Linked DNA regions of Hordeum vulgare: all the other regions are linked to region 1. Evidence: chromatin contacts called from public Hi-C data. All regions are on one chromosome and are shown on one strand. Each heading gives the region's core, a stretch centred on a gene start, on an enhancer-like site or on the middle of the called end of the contact. The rest is flanking DNA. Distances are from core to core; before and after follow the strand shown. Region 1 holds the start of LOC123437045 (protein NRT1/ PTR FAMILY 8.5-like). Region 2 holds the start of LOC123437019 (protein NRT1/ PTR FAMILY 8.3-like). Region 3 holds the start of LOC123437081 (ADP-ribosylation factor-like).

Evidence for each region. Hi-C and Micro-C count contacts between places; a contact is called where the count stands out from the background.
Region 2: a Hi-C map of seedling shows a contact between it and region 1, with 4 times the contacts expected there. The contact joins the promoter of LOC123437019 here to the promoter of LOC123437045 in region 1. A contact is called at or near these places in 1 of 6 Hi-C or Micro-C datasets (seedling) and 1 of 1 datasets of contacts at active chromatin or transcription factors (embryo).
Region 3: a contact with region 1 is called in a Hi-C map of seedling, with 4 times the contacts expected there. The contact joins the promoter of LOC123437081 here to the promoter of LOC123437045 in region 1. A contact is called at or near these places in 1 of 6 Hi-C or Micro-C datasets (seedling) and 1 of 1 datasets of contacts at active chromatin or transcription factors (embryo).

The regions. Positions count from the first base shown.
Region 1 is chr1H:360,207,186-360,211,454 of MorexV3_pseudomolecules_assembly, reverse strand. LOC123437045 (protein NRT1/ PTR FAMILY 8.5-like) reads right to left here and starts at 2,088. Exons shown (of 4, transcript XM_045115682.1): 1 at 1,710-2,088; 2 at 1,159-1,327; 3 at 866-1,083; 4 at 1-749. The coding sequence starts at 1,324.
Region 2 is chr1H:359,984,482-359,988,750 of MorexV3_pseudomolecules_assembly, reverse strand. It overlaps LOC123437019 (protein NRT1/ PTR FAMILY 8.3-like), which reads right to left and starts at 2,085. Exons shown (of 6, transcript XM_045115677.1): 1 at 2,014-2,085; 2 at 1,779-1,937; 3 at 1,145-1,205; 4 at 815-1,032; 5 at 153-709. The coding sequence starts at 2,070.
Region 3 is chr1H:360,343,442-360,347,710 of MorexV3_pseudomolecules_assembly, reverse strand. It overlaps LOC123437081 (ADP-ribosylation factor-like), which reads right to left and starts at 2,207. Exons shown (of 6, transcript XM_045115683.1): 1 at 1,923-2,207; 2 at 1,449-1,539; 3 at 1,190-1,305; 4 at 659-718; 5 at 497-562; 6 at 1-165. The coding sequence starts at 1,979.

The sequences.
Region 1 (4,269 bases), core at 839-3,338:
TCCATGGTCATCCCCTGCTGGATGAAGGTGGTGGTCATCTGCCCAAGCGACGCGGCGTACAGCACGCACGTCACCCAGATGGGCACCATGCGCGCCAGGATCTTGACGGCCTCCACCTCGCTCACCGTGCACAGACTCCACGGGCCTTCGTGGCCGTCGCCGCCGCTCTTCGCCGCGGCCTTGTCCAGACACCTGAGCCCTTTGGTGTGCGCCAGCTTCTGCAGGTCGTCGTCTTCCGCCACCTCGTGAAGGTCAAGGTCACCGCGATCCGCGGCTGCGGGCAGCCTGGCCTTCCTCTTCTTCACGGACGCCACCACCACCCTGAGGATGTCCCTGAGCGGGCTACCGGCGGGGAGCTGCACCCTGTACCAGGGCGTGCCGGCCAGGAAGCCCGCGGCCGCCAGGAGCAGGCAGAGCGCGGAGACGCCGAAGCCGAGCGCCCAGGACACGTTCTGCTGCAGCCACGACACGAGCGTCCCGGCGACGAAGATTCCGAGGTTGATGGCGCCGAAGAACCAGGTGAAGAAGGACTGCTTCCTCCGACTCTCCTCCGGGCTGCTGTCGTCGTACTGCTCCGCCCCGAACGGGAGGAGCGCCGACTTGACGCCCCCCGTGCCGATGGAGGTCAGGTACAGCGCAGCGAAGAAGACGGAGAACTGGGTCCGTGAGGCCGGCGGACACGAGAGCCCCTCGCACGACGACGGCCGGAAGGGCGAGATCGCCGCGGACAGGGTGAGCAGCACGAGGCCCTGCATCCATCCATTCGATTGACATTTTTCATTTCCCCATCGATCTCAACCACGGCTTTCGCCTGACGGACGGAATCAAAAGCGATGATGATATAAATAAAGAGGAGGAGACCGACAGCGAGGTAGAAGAGGAGCGAGGCGACGATGGTGTTGTACTTGCCCCAGCAGCTGTCGGCGAGGAAGGCGCCGATGACGGGCACGATGAAGGTGGTCCCGTTCCAGGTGTCGACGTGGGCGGCGTTGAAGGCGGTGGCGCCATGGAGCACGGTGCCCAGGTAGATGACCAGGTTCAGCGCAACGCCGGAGAAAGCGATGCTCTCCAGCAACTCGAAGCCTGCACAGCACAGTCAGTCAGTTCAACCACATGAATCAACGGAAAACGTCGTCGTCGTCTTTCTTACTTACTTACCCAGAACAATGGCAGGGCCTGTCCAGGTGAAGGGGCGCTGCTTCCTCGCCACCGCCGTCATCTTGGCAGCAGCGGCCGGCGACGAGGAGGAGGAGGAGGACGACGACGACGCGTGGCCGGACTCGAGCGTGGCCACCTCCTTACCATCACCAGCAGAGGACGCCATCGTCTGCAGGGCGCATCCAGATTCAGCGAGCATTGATCGACCGGGAGCAAAGATGGAAGGCTCTAACGTCGGACAGACCAAGGCAGCGGAATGAAATGAATGAAACAGTAATAACTGAAATTGAAATACCGCGAGAACGGAATGGACGCAAATCCCCCGGAATTGATGAGCTCGGCGGATTTGGCCGAGCGCGGTAATAAAAGTCAAGCTACAGGACGAGGCAGAGCGTCATCCCGCTCGCCCCCGGTCAGCAACCGGACGAGCATACCACGGACGGAGCGGAGAGGATAAACGAGCTGAGATCGAGTGGCCTCCCCGTCCTTCAACCAAACCCGCAGCCAGCGACGGCGCACCACTGCACTGAAAACCCAAAAGATGTGCGTACCTGGCCCGTCAGAGGCAGCCTTGGGCGTGCGGGCGCTCCTGTGGGACCTTCACGGTTGTTGGTGCGGAAGGTGGAGGAATAGGCGGCGGGTCATGTCACCTTCCCTTACAACCCAAGACACCAAGGCACCAAGGCAGCCGGGATTCGCCACGGAAGCCCCCGTTTCAAGCGGCCGGCCAGCTAGCTACGGCCTACCCAACCGGCAACCGATCTATCTATCTACCTATCTTATCTATCCATCCATCCGCCTGTCCTTGAATGCTTCTACTCTGGCGATGGCTGATGTGCATGGGACGTGGGCGGCGAAAGTGATGTATAGTACTAGCACAAGATCTCTGCTGATTAGCTGTTGCTCATTTCTGTCTTTGGCTTCAGACTTAAGCTCGGAGTAGACCAGGCATGCGCATTTGATAATGCATCCAGTTGTCAGTTGTCACTACATAACATTGGTACCTACAGTGACAGCGAGGAGAGTGGAAGGCTCTACTTGCATCCAGATTCAGACGAGCTGCTTGCTGCTACTAGTTTATGACTTGGGCGCTTGGCTCTACCTCTCGTCAACTCTTCATCAGCCACTAGGCAGGCAGGGAGCTGCGACTTGCGACATAGTAGCCGCGGGATTAGCTCGATCGACGAGCTAAAACTAGTAGCAGCAGCCAATGACCCAACCTTGCGTCTATCCGCGTCCACACCCACGGTACTAGTAGTCTATTGCCGATCCAGCTCAACTTGCAAATTGCCTATAGCTACTTGGGTTTCCTGGAACTGCTGGCGACGGGCAACCTCGCCATGTGACTCTCATGAATCCCAACAAATTCCTCAACTACTCATCTAGGCACATTAATTCAAGTTTGGTCTGCAAATGTGTTGCTGATGGTCAACAAGAACCGCTCGAGAGATGTATTGCTGGTTGCACCAAAAGTACACAAGAACGGTCCAGTCGCAGCGCCACTGTTTATTCACAACTGTAGCATATGGACTCAAATATAGGTCCATGTACAACATAGTCAAGCTGAGCCATTCCCGTGTTCCATAGGCGCTTCTATTATCTGGGAATACCGATTCATTATCGACGCCTCACCATTGAGGAGTGGAAGAATGTAGAGGAGCATCTAAATAAACGGTTGAGCAGTTGGAAAGACAAACTGTTATCAGTTGGAGGATGGTTGGTTTTGATTAACTTTGTCCTCATAAATATGGTTCTCTATATGCTTTCTTTTTTTCAACTTTCAAAAGGTGTCCTACAAAGACTGGACTATTTTAGATCCAGATTTTTTTTTGAAGGAGACGGTAAAAAGAAAAAATACAGGCTGACTAAATGAAGCGTGGTTTGTAGACCGAAAGACCAAGGTGGCCTTGGAATTCATGACCTGCAGGTCAAGAATGAGGCACTACTCAGTAGATGGTTATTCAAACTTCTTACTAAGGATGGTGTTTGGCAAACCATGCTGCGCAACAAGTATCTAGGCCAAAAGACGTTGTCCCAGGCATTTTGGAAACCTGGCGACTCGCACTTTTGGGTTGGACTAATGACGGCGAAGAAACATCTCTTTCGCTTTGGGTCTTTCGCAATAATGGACGGGTGTGATATTCACTTTTGGAAAAACATCTGGCTAGGCAATGTCAGTCTTCAAGAACAATATCCAGCCTTATACAACATTGCTCGCGATAAGAATACTACTATTCCACAGGTGCTTAGTTCATCCCCGCTGAATATTTCGTTCAGACAAGATTTGATTGCACCCCCCCCCCCCCCCCCCGACTTGCGTCATGGCACAATCTTTTATCCCGGCTGGATTCGATTAGCCTAACACAAGGCCGGGATATGTGTCGCTGGAACCTTACTACATCAGGGGCTTTCACCGTTGACTCTATGTATCGTGCGCTGACTCATTCTTAGGTACTAGTGAGTAATAACAAGAAAATTTGGAAGTCCATGATTCCACTAAAAGTGAAAATCTTTATGTGGTCTCTTTGTAGGGGAGTTGTGCTAACAAAAGACAACCTCGCACGACGCAACTGACAAGGGAATAAGAAGTGTTGTTTTTGTACTCACGATGAGATAATTAAACACCTATTTTTTCAATGCAAGTTTACACGTTCTACGTGGCCAGTCATCCAAATAGCGCCAAATTTGCATCCGTCAACAAGTGTTACCAATATTTTTGGTCATTGGTTGGATGGTATTCCAAATAGTATTAAAACGCTAATAAGGGTGGGAATGTATGCCTTAATTTGGTTGCTTTGGCTATGTAGAAATAATTTGGTTTTTAATGACAAAAAATATGCTTCTGCTCTGCAGGTTATTTTCCAGTGTACGCACTCGCTTCATACGTGGTCTATGCTACAACAACCGGAATACCAACCGCTATTCATGGCGGTGTGTATGCGATTGGCGCATGTGGCTATGGAGGTTTTTTCCCAACATGGGTGGCAGCATAACCTGCGGATCGATCCACCACCTCATTCGACATAGGCATATTGTTGGTCTATAGGACTCTAGTGTTGTCGATTTGTCATTTTTTATTTCATGAATTTTTATTAGAACTTCAAATTTGAC
Region 2 (4,269 bases), core at 836-3,335, 220 kb after region 1:
AAAATGTTAAGGGCGATTCCAGATGTCTATTTGCAGCTAGTGGGGAATTCTAGAAAACATGTGAGGTAAGTTCTTTTGTTAAATAGACAATTTTAAGCTAACTTTGTCCCGCTATACTAGCAGCCTTGGACTCCATCATGTCAAGAACATACCTGAATCCTTCAGTATGTGCCAATTTGTTTGGTGCTTCATTGGTTAAATCAGCATCATTCCCATCAAACAATATTGAGCTATCAGCAGGAACCTCTACTTTTCTCTTTTTAAATGACGCGACAAACACCGCTACAAGACTTTTCAGTGGGCTTCCGGTAGGAAGTTGAACCCTGTAGATTGGTGTTCCTGCCAAGAAGGCAACTGTGGCAATAATGATGCATACCGATGAGATGCCGAATCCAAGAGACCAAGCAACATTTTGCTGTATCCATACAACAACGGTCCCCGAGATGAAGACACCAAGGTTAATGGCAATGAAGAACCAGCTAAAGAACGCTTGCTTCTTTTTACTCTGTTCAAGGTTTGAATCATCATACTGATCAGCCCCAAGGGGGAGCAAAGCTGATTTAACCCCTCCGGTCCCAATCGAGACAAGGTATAGTGAAGCAAACAAGACAAAATACTGAAACCCTGTGGCAGGAGGGCATGAATTTCCTTCACACGGGGCAGGTTGTAAAGATGGAATGATCGCCGAAGCAGTAATGATGAGCAACCCCTATTTGTTGACAGAAAAATTGAGGAGTTAAGAAATCACACATAATGACTGCAAGGAAATGAGCATAGAAAAGAGCAAGTGAAGTTACATAATGCATGTTCTTACAGTAAGATAAAATATTATGGAGATAGCCACGGTCTTGTACTTCCCCCAGTATGTATCAGCAAGAAATGCTCCGAGGACGGGCATGAGGAACGTGGTGCCGTTCCATGTATCAACATTCGCAGCATTTGAAGCAGTGGTTCCATGAAGGACCTTCCCAAGATATACTACCAAGTTGAGGGCAATACCAGCGTATGCAATGCTCTCCAAGAACTCAAATGCTACAGTGCAAACCAGTGTTAATTTGTTTTCAACATAAGGAAAAAAAAAAACATAGTACTGTAGTAGGCATGTTTGCATCGATGAGACTGGTCAGGAATGTGAGGAGCTGACCCAAGATAATAGCAGGAGCTTTCCAGTTGAAGGGTTTGCAGTTGTAATTTGCCGAGGAAACCTGTATGCATGGAGAAACAGATGAAGCAAGTTAAAGGTGACCCGATTGTGGACTTGAAACAAGGAAGAAAAAAAACGTAAGGTGGGATTTGGATGCAGAGCGGTAGCAAGCGTCAGTGCAGACGGGTAGTAGCAAGCAGGATCGCAAATCTAAGGTGGAACTCGGATGTAACTGAGCCGAGATCGAAATGCGCGCGCTGCTTGCTGCTACAAGCAGGCGAGCGGCGGAGAGATCCAGCAGGATGAGCGCCGTGTACTTATATACAGTCTACAATGAGAGTACTAGTGTATGTACTACCAAAATTGACCATCACCAACCCTATCCGACAAACCCGGAGCGGAATCTGAGTCCCGTAGAGGCGTGGCCATGAGTCCGAAGGGTCTGATCTCAAATCCTCAACCTCTTGCTGCTTGCGAGGCGAGAGATGCTAGTTGCAGCAGTAGAAGAAGAGGCAGTCCCTATCTGATAGAGCCGCCGAGCCAGAGCAGAGAAATAAATGGTTGGCGAGCAGAAGCGGGCGGGCAGGCAGGCGTTTTCGGGAATGGGCTTTTCCGGTAGGCAAGGCGGGTTTACCTGGTTGGAGTTGCGCTGGTGGGAGAGGAGGGGCGCCTCTCCGGCCTCAGCGTCCATGGCGCGCCGCTGCTGCCCGTGGGTGCCGGCGGAGGCTGGCCGGAGCTGTTTGGTGCTCGTCCTTGCACGTAGCCGCCAGTACCGACGACCTTTATTTCTTCTCTACTCCGCACCAAATAGTACTGTTGAGCAATGAGTATTGCTCTATTTTGATGTCAGAAAGAAAAAAGAGCATTACTCTATTTCGGAAGGGGGCATCCCCATCCCGCTCGCTCTCATCGAGCTGTGGCTCCATTATTAAGAGTCGGTGTGCGTCGTGTTTAGCGCGGGTCGCGTGCTCTAGTATTTCAATTGTCTCGATCGCCTTCTGTTCACATGATCCGATCCAACAAACTGCATTCATTTCCCTGTGTCCTTGAGCTCAAGTATGCAACTGTAGGCGAAATAAATAAATAAAGTATATGCAACTGTAGGCAGTGAGACCGGATCTTCCCTGATTCGGTGATTCCCGGCCGTAGCAGTAGCAGTAGCGCGGGAGACTTTCTTCCGCTTGTGCTAAGCGTGCCCTTTCTTTATCCCTGATGAGGAAAAGTCAGCAACTGTAGGCAGTGAGACCGGATCTTCCCTGATTCAGTGCAGACCTGGCCAAACGTGCCGGCACGGCCCGTTGTAATCGGGCCGTGTTGTGTCGTGGGCTGCGACTACAGAACTAGGTACGGCCCGGTTATTAAACGGATCGGTGTTTTGGTCGGATTAACACGTTGGGCCGTATTTTTTTAGCTTTATGGGTTTATTTTTAGGTCTATTGAATCATATTTTTTATATATATTAAAAAAATCTAAAAATGTATATAAAAAAATAAACGAATCGTGTCGTGTCGGCCGGCGTGCCCAGCCTCCAGGCCCAAACACGACCCGAGGTGTGCTCCGTGCCGGGTCCAAGCACGATTAGCCCGTGCCGGGCCGGACCCGTGTCGTGTCAGGCACGCGGGCTGTCGAGCCGGCCCATTTACCCGACCCGTTTGGCCAGATCTGATTCAGTGGTTCCCTGCCGTAGCAGTAGCAGTAGCGTGAGAGACTTTTTTCCGTTTGTGTTGAGCATGTCCTTTCTTTATAGCATCTCTAACATGAGTGCGAAGTTGTGATGGACGAGCAGCTCGGTGCTCGGTATCCCACTTGTCCATCGATGTTTTGGTATTGTAAATGTGTCAGTTCATTGTCCCCTTTTGTAGGCATAGGTAGCAGCCGGCGTAGGCGATGGTTGCTTGGAACACATGAGCATCTTTAACAGTCTTTGTATATTTGGCTAGGATTATTAAAAACTGGAAATATAGCAACTTGGTCCAAAAATGTTGCTCCAACAGCCTTTGTATAAGTGATTTCTCACAAATTGTTTTACAAAGCTTGTTATATTTGCACCTACACTTATATATTTGTAAAGTGGAGAGGCACTTGCTATAATTTTTAGCAGCCCAGTTTTTGTGGTCTCCTACATCCCTTTGTTCCATTGACAAGTGGACCCCACCGCCCTCAAGATTCCTGTTGTCCTGGGCCTGGCACAGATCCCCACGTGACATTGAGAGGCTTGCTAAATTTTATAGCAATGCTGTTGGAGCAAAAAACTGTTGGGGTTGCTAAATCTTCTCTTTCCTCTTGCTATACTCAGTTTTTAGCAAGTCAGAATAGCAATGCTGTTGGAGATGCTCTAAGGCTGGTTGTAATGGAAAGTATCATATACTAATATCATGCATATGATACTCGTGTATGATATTACATCCGTAATATACAGTATCATATGTTAGTATCATAGAATAGGTCATTTATTGTCATGCATGACACATAGTAGCACAACATTTAATATGATACGATATCATGATATGATTCTATATCACCTCATCAAAATTACCTAGTTGGCATGCATGAAACTACCTATGATACTCTCATTACGACCAGTCTAAGTGAGTTCAGTAAAAAAAAGTACTTGACCTTATTATGCAGGTTGATGGGGGGGGGGGCTAGATTCCAAGCTTTTCTCAAGTCATGATTAGACACAAAGATTCTAGCTTAATAAATTACTGTATTAAAACATCCATTAGTGCACTGTTCAAACACATCTGGGTACCAAATAGAAGATGGGTACTTTGGGTATGGAGCGGTCTTATGAGCCTAATCAAATTTATTTATTTATTTGGCTAAAATTTAAATAAGAACTTGTGAAAATTTGTTGATAAATTAAATCTTAGTAACTTGCTAAATGTAGAATTTGATTCCATTATCTCAGTGAGTTGTCCTAGTTTGTTAATGTGCTTTGAAGGTCTGGCTCCAGGGAGCTCTTTATTTTATTTTTGGTTGAAGGCAAGCATGGCAAGTAGTCTTCGAATCATCCAAAACAAAACAGTGAAATGATGGCATTTGCTAATCAAATTAGAGCGATATGATTCTCTCTTTGTCCAAGTTTATTAGTCCCTTCATATGTTGCAGCAGAGTTTGGCCAT
Region 3 (4,269 bases), core at 958-3,457, 140 kb before region 1:
CCGCCCTGTAGCTCGCATTTCATCCAGGGTCGTCGCTAGCCAGTCCAAGCCTTCATACAGGCCATCGCCTTTAAGAGCACAGGTACCTTGGATATGCCAGATACGATTGTTCAGGTCGTACAGACCAAGACCCTCGCATACTTCCATCGGAGTCATTGCTCCCCTCTGCATCCACAAGACATACATACACTATATGTTTAAGCATACAAACAGTGAAATAAACCACGTTATCTATGCCAAAATAAACTCTTGTCATAATGAAACTGAAAATATCAGCAAAGCTACTTCAGCCACACATAAATGCAGCATGTCCATATATGTAAACAATGTAAATCCCCTACAATCTGCAAACTCTTTAGATATGCACACAGGAAGCAGGTCCGAACGAAGTGTATTAAAGGTAGAGAATTATAATGTAGTAGTATTCTACACAAACCACACCATCTTGAATAAGTACACTATACACGCGGTACAAAAGAAACCATGACAAGCATACCATGTCTTGCTTGTTAGCAAACACCAATAATACACTGTTGAGCATAAACGGGTCATTGATTATGGCCTGCAAGAGATATCAGATTACAGTAAGTTAGAACACATATCACAAAAGATATTACCACAGAAACAGGAACGGTTCTCGATAAGAAATGCCATAAACCTGAAATTCAGCCCTGGCTCTTCCAATTCTATCCCTGTCGAGGGAATCGACCACATAGATCTGCAAGTTAACAAAAGCAACGGCGAAAGCTTATATATCAAGAAAACAGTGTCATACAACAAATCACAATGCCTCATCAATAAACCAAAAGTGAATTCTAGCATGATGCATGAAGATGAAGGTCCTGGGCTAGGTAGGGAGATGTGTACCAACATCCAGACACTTACCCTGTTTGGTTAACAATTCTACCATTTCTGTTTTTGGTGGTTCAGCAGTTAAGAGCACTAACATACGCAAAGTGGAATGAGCTCAATACTTAATATCCATAGATAAGTTAATTGACCATCTTTCCTGGTGACTACTACTGAACTTGTTCATAAATTAGACGGGCACAAAAGAGAAGCAAATAAAGAATGAAACAACTAACCAGAGGAGTATTTTCATAGCTTTTGTAATCATATGTTCCTATGCTGAATTGCTACATAAAATACAACGAAACAACATGCAAGCATATGGAATAAGAGTAATGACCAGAGCATCTGTGTTGTTGAAGTAGTGCCTCCACAAGGGCCTCAATTTCTCCTGGCCACCCACGTCCCACACAGTGAACACTACATTCTTGTACTGAACCTTCTCAACATTGAAGCCTGCAACACAAAACAGAGCGTCACACGAACGGATTTATTAGCAAAGTAGTTTAAGGGCCGTCGCGTTGAGCTGGATGAAAGTACAGTTCATGAACCCAAACATTAGTTAATAAGTTAGAGATAGGCAGGCACGTATGTTGTACCAATAGTGGGAACGGTGGAGAGTACTTCGCCAATGTGTAGCTTGTAGAGTATGGTGGTTTTACCGGCTGCATCCAACCCAAGCATCACCACCTAGCATAAGGCAACAGGCCGTTCCATTAGAATATAAGGAGCACAACGAATCAACTTGGATCTTCGTGCCCTCTGAGTATCTCTGATGATACATGGATGATATACAAGAAGCAACTAAGATGGCAAAAAAGCAGCTAGTAAGTAAAGCGAGCACCATCACATGGTTTTGATATGTAAAATCTGCTAGCTCCTCAGTTGTATGTATTCAGGATGAAAAAATCAAATCATATCGAATCATACGAAACTAAATCAAAGGAGGAGTGGATCAGGGAACGGATACATCTTACTGCAATACTACATGCCCGTACGACGATACAAGTCGGTCGATCGATCCATCCGCCCAACAAACTAATTAGGAGAACAGAGAAGAAAAGAGGGCGCACCCGCATCTCCTTGTTGCCGAAGAAGGCATCGAAGAGCTTGCGGAAGGCCTGACCCATAACCCTGGATCAGGAGAATCTGGCCGGCTGGTCGGCCGCCGAAGAGGATGAGAATGGAACGGCTAGTGGAAGGTTATGGGATGCGCGCGGGGTTCGGGGAAGGCTCGATCGTCCCCGCCCTTGCCTGCCTTCCTTCCTCTGGCCGAAGTCGGAGCCGGAGACGAGGGGGGTGAGGAGGACGAGGAGGTGGAGATGCTGAGCTCACTGGTGTTGGGGGGTGGTACCGGATTCCCAAGGGGTGATCTGGGCCGTCTACTTTTACATGGGCCCCAACGACCATGTGAGCGGGTTGCAGTTAGGTCACAGCATCTCTGGAACATCCCATATAACTTCAATCAGGTGCGTTTTTTCGGTCATTTTATGTGATGATCCAAAAATACGGCCCGAGCAGATCCGTCAAAAAAGGCCTGACCTGTAAATTGCCCATGATTCTGGTATATATGCCGGATCCGGGCTGATTTAGGGTTCGCGTCTCGTTTCCTACATCAAGCTCTGTCGCGAAACATCTCCTCCAACGAGAAATTCTTAGATCTCTAATGTCGATTTGTGCCGTGTTTAACCATCGGAAGCTGTCGGAGGTGGTGTAAGTGGGTGCCGGTTGTGGCGGCCACGGGTTTTTCGACGCGCGCGGGGGTTTGACTGCCTCAAGCGGCGCAACGACGATGAGGTTGGAAGCTCTTCCCTCTGCCCTTTGGTGCCGGAATGACACAAGGAGCAGGTGCACCGTCGCGACGCGGAGCGTTGACGTGGGAGAACTCCCGTCGCCTCGGGCGGATCTTTGATCCGGCGCTCAACCGACACCGAGACGTGAAGAAGGCTTGATGGGAGGCAAAGACCGCTGTCGTCGCAAGAGATCAAGTAGCGACCGCACGCGCCCCGGGGCTCTTGGAGGAGTTCCATCTTGCACAGACCCTCGCCGACACCCTCATGTACCACACCCTCCATGGCAACGAGCCCCCGCCACGCGAGAGCGACGAGAGCAAAGACGGGATGACGACTACGAGTAGATGCGGTTTGCTATTGTGCTTTCCGTTTATTAGTAGAATTGTTTAATTTCGTTTGTATTATGGTGTGTAGTATGATGAACTCGCTTGTGCTATGTTTGAACTCCGTGATCTATGTTTAAAGGGTGAATAACAAATTTAAATATGCGGTGTCAGTTACGGATCTATTCTGGCTATGCCTCTTGCAAAAATCGTTTTTAGGATAACGTAAATGAGTTTTGCGAGACGACCGACTGCCGGATCTGCTAGAGATATTATTAGGTTGGGTTTGAGAAACTCTAGCCGATCCACTAAAAAGCTACACAGAAGTAAAATCTAACCTATACCTAGCTGACCCCCTAAGCCGAATAGTGGAATATATGTTTTACTGTGTCTCCTATGCGGTGCTTGAATATTCTCAATCGCGAGCGCGCGGAGTAAAATTTATGGCTCCTCTCACGCCTCGCCACGCACCTTTGCCGCTTGGCTGGCGTACCTCCAAGCAACTGTCTACCGCCCCAGCCACTAGCTCTTGGCCTCCCTCGGCCCTCGCCGCTCTTCTGCTAGAGTTTGAGCTCTTCACTGACCGTTGACTTAGCCGAAATCGAGGTGAAACATCATCGTTGTCGCCATAACCAATTGGCTGAATTGCTCTCAAATATTGTTTCTTGTTAGCGATTGCCACATCTGACCGTGCTTACGCACCATTGCAGGTCATTCCCACCCTCATAACCCACGAGTATAGGGGGTCACGACAGTCCTTGCGGGTAGTATTACACCTTGACTTATTAATTCGACACAAGGGAAGCCAAAGTGTATTTATTGGTCTTAGCAGCTGAGTTGTCAATTCAACCACATCTGGGATATCTCTCCGCAACAAAGATTTTAGTAGCACAGAAAAATAGCAGTAGTAACGGTAACGACAACAATTTTGTAGTGATTGTAACAGTAGCAACAACAATAGTAACTTAGCAAGGTTCAGTATATGAAAAGCATATGCATGTGGACCAGTGATGGGTAATGATTTAGATGACATCAATCATGTAATAGTTATACACTAGAGCAACACAAAACTAGCTCTAATTCATTAATATAATGTAGGCATGTATTTCGTATATAGTCATACGTGCTTGCGATAAGAACTTGCATGGCATATTTTGTCCTACCCTCGGGGGTATAGAAACTAAGAGATATTAAGGCCTCCTTTTAATAGAGAACCGAAACAAAGCATTAACACATGGTGAATACATGATCTCCTCAAGCTACGACAATCATCGGAAAGAATCCCAATTATTGCCACATTGGCG